Linked DNA regions of Mus musculus: region 1 is linked to region 2. A link is a contact called in public Hi-C data. All regions are on one chromosome and are shown on one strand. Each heading gives the region's core, a stretch centred on a gene start, on an enhancer-like site or on the middle of the called end of the contact. The rest is flanking DNA. Distances are from core to core; before and after follow the strand shown.

Region 1 (3,462 bases), core at 324-2,823, 200 kb before region 2:
ATTCCTGCAAGCATATTTTCTTGGGAAATGGGTGTGACTATTATTGATTTTGACAACTGTTACAAATTTGATCTTTCTAGTCAGTGTAACAATGTTTACTCTCCTCTTTTACTCTCCACCAGTAGGGACAGGCTTCCATGAATGAGTGGTCCCACCATGGCCTTCTGTTTAGAAATAGGGACAGGTCATTTGGTGAACTGAAGGGACCCTAGTGGGACTGTCAAATCTTTCTTTGTTACAGCTCTCACCTCTAAACAAGCCTTCCTGCACTGTGTGCAGCAAGAACCTAGCTAGGCCTTCAAGGTTGAGGACTTTAAGAAAGCCAGTTTGGCCCGGCCCTCTATAGCCCCAGTGGACCAGCTTGTGCACCCAGGACCTTGCCAGGACTGTGGAGCTACTGTAGGTTTGTGCTCATATCTCAAATGATGCTGTGGTTAGATGAGATTTCTAAACACTCTGCCTCCCTCCCTCCCTCCCTCCCTTCCTTCCTTCCTTCCTTCCTTCCTTCCTTCCTTCCTTCCTTCCTTCCTTCCTTCCTTCCTTCCTTCCTTCCTTCCTTTTTTCTTTTTGTAAGGGTTTGCCCAGGAAACATGCCCTTCTCTGGGTGTTCCACTAGAGGGTGCTTCAGCTATGCATATTTACATATGGGTAAGTAAACGAGGCCTATGTTGTTCGAGTGGGCTGCACACGCATGCCAAACAGCTGCCTTTTCTGTGAACCTTTGGTGCTGTAGAACTACAGCCGATTTTTCATTCCTCCCAGTGCTACCTTGCCTCCCAGGTGGCTTTTCCAATATCCTCCCTCTCTCATGACCCAAGGGCGTGGGGACTAAAGATCTACCAGGATGGAAACCAGTAGTAATGATGGGGAGGGGGCTTATGAATTGGATTTGTGCCTTGTTCCCTTTCCCTAGAAGATGCTTTGGGGGAGGACTTGGGCTTCTCCAAGGATTGCTCTGACACACAGGACAGCGATGGCTAAATCTTAGTGAAAAGGGGAGGGGTTCAACGTTCTGGAGTTCCTGTGTGCAGTCAGGTGGAACTGTAAGTGACTGGTGCTACTAGAAGTGACCAAGGCTCCCTGGGCTGTGGGAAGTGGGGTAAAGGAATGAGAGCTGTTAAGTCAACCACTCTGAAATCAGGAATCATGGGAGAGAGGCAAAAAGATTCAGATTTTTAAAGGAGATTTCTTTTTGAGCAAAAGAGTTGTAGAAATCAGTTAAAACAATTGCTTTTGTCCAGACGCTTCAAGTAGAATAAATAACAAAACTGGAGTCTGGACTTTGAAAATAAGAGCCTGCATGCTGTGAGATGATGACGGGAGCCATCTTAAAATATTTGGAACTAAGGGGAAAACATAACTGAATGGGATAACGAGCGACATCCTTACAACATCTTGCTGTGTGTTAGAACCATTGGGAAGACCTTACAAAGCCTTTGTTGTCTGGGGATAGGAATGCTGCATACATTTTTATTTTTACGTTTCTCAGGTGCTTCTATTGCACATCCAAGTCCACAAGCCATGGCCTAGATCGATAGTTCTCAAACCTAAACAAAGACCAGAATCTGCTGAAGGGCTCTTGGGCATAGAGTGGGGCCACACTCCAGACTTTATGCTTCAAAGGGTCTGGGCTGAGGGCCCAAGTGAGGGCTGGAAATGTGGTTAGTCTTAATTGAGATGCATGGTAAATGCTTTGAAATACGTAACAGACTCAGAAACGGTGTAAAACAATTTCGTAAAGTTATCTCAGTATTTTATATTGATTGTATGATAAAATTAGAGTATGTTGAATCTAGTGGGGGACATTTCATCTGATTATTTTCACCTTCTAAAATGTAAGTACAGAGGTGGCACATTTTACATGGGATTACACTGGATTTCTGTTGACCGTCCCTGGTTTGTGGACTGACTATGTGCTGGAGACGGGACCTATGGTATGCATGCTCTCCACTGCGAGTCTGCACTCCCAGCTCTTGTGCCGGTACAGAAAAGGTTTCACAAAAGACAGTACATAAGCCACCTGCATGAGAAATCCCAGGAGAGCCAGTGTGCACGTGAGCATGTGTGCACTGAGGGAGATAGGATGTGCATGCCTGTGCACACGCATGCAATGCATGGAAGCCAGAGAGTCATAGTGAGTGCTTCTCCTTCTTGATTGGTCTCTACCTTTTTTTCTTTTTCTCTTTCTCTCTATCCCTTTTCTTTTCTTTTTTTCATTGTCTTTCCTTCTGTCTCTCCTTCCTTCCTTCCTTCCTTCCTTCCTTCCTTCCTTCCTTCCTTCCTTCCTTCCTTCCTTCCTTTCTTTTTCTGAGACAGAGTCTCATAGAACTTAGGCATCATCCATGGTGGTGCAGACTGCCCTCTAAACTATGTGGATCCACCTGTCTCTGGTCGCCCAGCACCTGGCTGCCAGCCCAACATCCACACAAGTGCTCAGAATCTGACCCAGGTTCCATGCTCCTCAGGCTCTCCCAGGCAGCTTGCAAAAATGCAGGTTTCCTAGCAAGGACTCAGTACTCAGAGTATTTGGAGGTGAAGGACGCTGCATATTAAACAGCCCCTCTGGTAAACTTGAAACTTTAGGATTTCATACAATCACAATGTTGGAAATTGGGAGACAATAATCTGAACTGACACTTAACATTTTGAACTAAAAATTGGATGTTCCGTCATCAGAGTCTCTCTGATCTTTTCCTGCCCCAGCTTCCCTCTAAGCTCAAGAGCTCTAAGTCTCCATCTCCCTTGAGGCTTGATCCTCCAGATTAATTGAAGGGAAGTAGCCCAGCCTCACACACCATGAGCAGAGTGCAGCCATCTCTCCTGCTCCCTAGGCCCATTCATTCTCTTTAAAATATTTATTCTTCCTTTAAAACTACCTACAGTGCCCACTGAAATCTTCCTTACAAAGGAGGTTCAATAAACCTTTAAATCGCATTGTGTTGTTGGTACCCAGGAAGCTACTTTTCCTATGATGCCCTTGTGTGTGTAATAATGTTGCATGTCTTCCTTCCCCCTCAATCTACTACCAGGTGACTCACAGATTCAAGTATCAAACCCAAAGAGGATGGAAAAGAAGTCTCCTCTGCTACACTACTTGGCACAGTATAGGTGAAGAATCAGAGAGAGAGAGAGAAAGAGAGAGAGAGAGAGAGAGAGAGAGAGAGAGAGAGAGAGAGAGAGAGAGAGAGAGAGAACATTAAGGATCCCCCATCTTCATTGTTCTGGTTAGTTAACTTATAAAATCGGGAAATTGGAACACTGGTCTCTTTGCCACTCAAAATGTGGAGCCAACCACATTGGCATAATTTTCCAGTTTTTTAGAAATGAGGGTTCTAGGTCTCAACTCGAACCCTCTAGAACTGGAAGTCTGACTAAACCCTCCCTTGTCTAAGCACCTGGACCTGGTGTTCCACCACAGCAAGCGAGAAGTAACGATCAAGCACAGCCAGTTCACTGTGACCG
Region 2 (3,546 bases), core at 569-3,068:
TCTCTCCTCTCTCCTGAGACACTCTCTGTCTCTGCAACTCTTGGCTCTGCCTCCCTTTTCCCTGTCCAATCACAGGCCTCTTCTGCACCAATGTAATTAGACAGGGAAAATCTTGGGACATAAAACAGATTCATAAAGAAACTCAAGAACAATTGTGTTGGAGTTTGAGGGACAAACACAATAGTTCAGGCAAGTTGGAGATCTCTGCAGCTGCAAGGAAGAGGGAGATGGATTCGCTGGGAGAGAGGAAGGAAATTAGAGATCAAGAAGGCAGATACACCACATGGGGAAAGGGAGTGGACACCTTTAATCCTAGCACTTGTGAGGAAGACTGAAAGCTAGCCTGATCTACATAGCAAGTTGCAGGCCAGTCAGGGCTAAATAGCATGACAAAAAATATAATCAACAACAACAATAATAATAAAAGGAAAAATGGTCAATATTTTTTGAGATGACTATAGAGCTAGGTGATGGCTCAGTGGTTAAGAACATTTGCTGCTTTTACAGAGGATCTGGGTTCAGTTCCTAGCTTCCACGGGGCACCTCGCAACAGTCTGTAACTCCTGTTGCAGGGAGTCTGAGGCCCTCTTCTGACCTCCTCCAGCACTATACACACATGGTAAGCAAAACAATCATACACATAAAAAACACATCTTTTAAAAAGAGAAGGAAGGAAAGGACAAGCAGACATGCTCAACATGAGAAATCTGCAAGCAGCCACATGAAGAAGAGGCTGAGAATGGCCAGTGTCAGGATACATGGGCTTAGAATGCTGGCCAGCCTGAAGGGAGAGCAGGGGCCAGAGTTAGACAGACTCCAAGTATGAGCTGCTTAGTGAGGGTCTGTAAGCAACAGCATCAAGGCTAGATAAGTACATATCTCAGAGTGCCTGAGACAGTCTCTTTCTCTGTCACGACAGGCCCATTTGGATGAAACCTTAAAGTGGGCAGGGGGGAACAATAGTTACATCTTTATAGTCTTATTATTCTCTAGAAGTTTATTTTTAGAACATTACATTTTTAATTTTTAAAATGTATATGAACATTTTGCATGCATGTATGCGCATTCCCCATGTGTGTGGGTGTGTGTGCAGTGCCCATGAAGGTCAGAAAATGCCACTAGATCCCTGAGAACTGAAATTACAGAGGGTTTTGACCCACCACATAGTACTGGGAACAGAACCCAGGTCCTCTAGAAGGGCAGCCAGAGCTCTTAACCTCTGATCCAGTTCTCCAGCCCCATCTTTTGGCAGTCATGGCAAGCCCTCACTGAGGGCCAGACATGCTTCAGAGCCCACTCAACCAACCAAAATCCATACAACTGAGTGAACTTTAAAAATTAAAATCTATAAAACAGTTATGCTTTACTAAGACTTAGCCTTTTCTTCATGACCTTCAACAAAGCTCTGCAGCTGACATCTTCCCCCATGTCCTTTCATGTGGTGTTTCAAATCTTGAGGGGCAACTGTAACGCTTTTCTTCCTTAAAATTAACCTGTTTCCAGGGGTACAGGAGATTGGGGGGAGGGAGTGTCCAAAGCTGATGGGTATGGTCCATCCTCATTGGACTCCAAACTCTCACTGACTGAATATTTAACATCAAGGTCCAATCTGCACCTTGGTGATTCTAATGTCACCTTTACCAGGAATGAATCCATGAGACTACAATAGAGACATGACAGCATCTGTCTTTCTTGGGTATCTGGATAGGAATAGGAGGAGCCCCAGCAGCTAGCTGCCTTCATCTGAGGACTAATGATCCATCCTGTTCACCACCACTCCAGTACAGGATCTGACATCTACTTATGCTGCCTGCCTGCCTAGTGATATGTTTACTGTGGGTGTGGGTGGAGATGTCATGGAAATCAGCTCCCAGATCCTTGTCTCCAGGAGACCTGTGCAAAATCAGATGAAAAGCTACAGGGCAGTGTTTGGCCAGAGAAACTGAGAACAGAACCATGGATCTCAGGCTTGAGAAATGAGAGGAATCCTTTGGGTCATCTGCTACTTCCTGCAGGGAATCATCTCCAGCAGTGTGCTGGGTCTGTAAATGTCTGTGCATAGACCTGCTTAATAATAGTGGCATTCAGCTACCCCACACTGGGATCCTTAATGAGTAATTCCTTCTTGATGGGTCCTGGGAGACTTCACTCCTTTGTCGTTCTCATTTATCTGGCTGAGTTTCCTGGGAAGCTGGTTTAGTAGGGCAACAAAGATAGGTATTTGTTTGCCTGCACTGAAATCTCACCAGCTAAAGGCCTCTTGGCTGTTGTTTGGGGGAACAGAAAAACTTTAGATTATATGGCAGTGAGCCAACCTCTTGAGACATCTGAGAAAGTGCACCTCTGGTTTGCCTCCAGCCTTGTCTTGCCTTATTTGTAAGGCTTGTCAGAAATGCCTGAAAGGAAGAAAGGGTACTCTGCAATTGCCACGTGCCAGGATGTGAATCCTCCCACCTTGGCTGGATGATTTCAAGCTGCTAACATTTAACAACTGGCTGTCTTCCTTCCTTATCCATCCCCTCACTGCCTACAATTGTTAGCTCTCTGGGAGAACCTATTTGTATTTCCTGAAGTCACAGGATTTAAATACCAGAAGGGCTCCCTCTGGTGCTTTGTCTGACAACAACTTGGGAAGACAGATGCTCAGAGACTCCAAGATGAAAGAGCTCTAGGAAGGCTCGAAAATTGAGAAGAAAAAAAAAAAAAAAAAACCACCACCCATAGACCTGTAGAAGAGAGCCTTGGAGGCAGGTGTGGAGAGAGAAGCAAACATGCCATCCCACAGAGCCAGGCACTATGTTTCCAGAAGGTCTCCAGTTTAATTAGCCCTTTCCTTCTCCAGAAGAATCTAGGAGGTATGGATAACAACTTGTTTTGAAATAACTCAGGGTAGGGAGCACAAAACTGAAGACAGAGTACCTGCCAGTCCAGAAGAACTGGGATGGGGTTTGTTGAGTTCCTAAGCAACATGATACAAACATAGGATCCCCTTTGTTGAGAGGCAGGGGTACAGGAGCCATCTCTCCATGAATAGCTGAGCAGCCAGAGAAGTCTGGCCTGTGTATACAGACAGTCTCTCAATGTTATTTCTCAATAGAAGTATTCTATATTGGTACTAAGAGAATATTTTATTTAAAAAAAAATGACCCCTCTCCACAAAAGAAGAAAACTGTGTGCCCCATTGCTTTAAGCAGTGAATGAGTTTGTGAGAATCCACCTGTAGAACAAGCAAATGTGAATAATACCCAAAGACATCATTCTCTGTGTCCTGGGCACAGTTAACATATTTTTATTTATCTGTCTGTACTTAATCCTCAGGAATACTCTATGATCCAGGTGCTTTTATTAACCCCACATCAGGAAACTGAGGCACAAACTACTTTAATGACGTGTCTAAATTTGAATGCTAAGGAGAGGAAACCTAGCCATGTTACTGAGTTCTATGGTATTGACTGTGGCTCAGTCGGCCCTGGGATGCCACTGAGGCTTAGTCACTGTATACCCTAAGCATTTGCAGATTTTCCACGCTTCCTTTTGACTGTCAGC

What was found. Hi-C and Micro-C count contacts between places; a contact is called where the count stands out from the background.
Region 1: a Hi-C map of the N1E-115 cell line shows a contact between it and region 2, with 9 times the contacts expected there. The contact joins two enhancer-like sites. A contact is called at or near these places in 34 of 484 Hi-C or Micro-C datasets (the AML12 cell line, the G1E-ER4 cell line, the N1E-115 cell line and 18 more).

What each region holds. Positions count from the first base shown.
Region 1 is chr6:49,916,857-49,920,318 of GRCm38.p6, reverse strand. No RefSeq gene overlaps it. Among named protein-coding and RNA genes, the nearest start is that of Npy, 96 kb to the right of the region's middle. Within about 2 kb of position 1,573, at least 6 of the 459 cell types and tissues checked have an H3K27ac peak or open chromatin away from gene starts, as enhancers often do. A contact at or near this core is called in the N1E-115 cell line, where this site is marked.
Region 2 is chr6:49,715,688-49,719,233 of GRCm38.p6, reverse strand. No RefSeq gene overlaps it. Among named protein-coding and RNA genes, the nearest start is that of Gm31226, 84 kb to the right of the region's middle. Within about 2 kb of position 1,818, at least 12 of the 459 cell types and tissues checked have an H3K27ac peak or open chromatin away from gene starts, as enhancers often do. A contact at or near this core is called in the N1E-115 cell line, where this site is marked.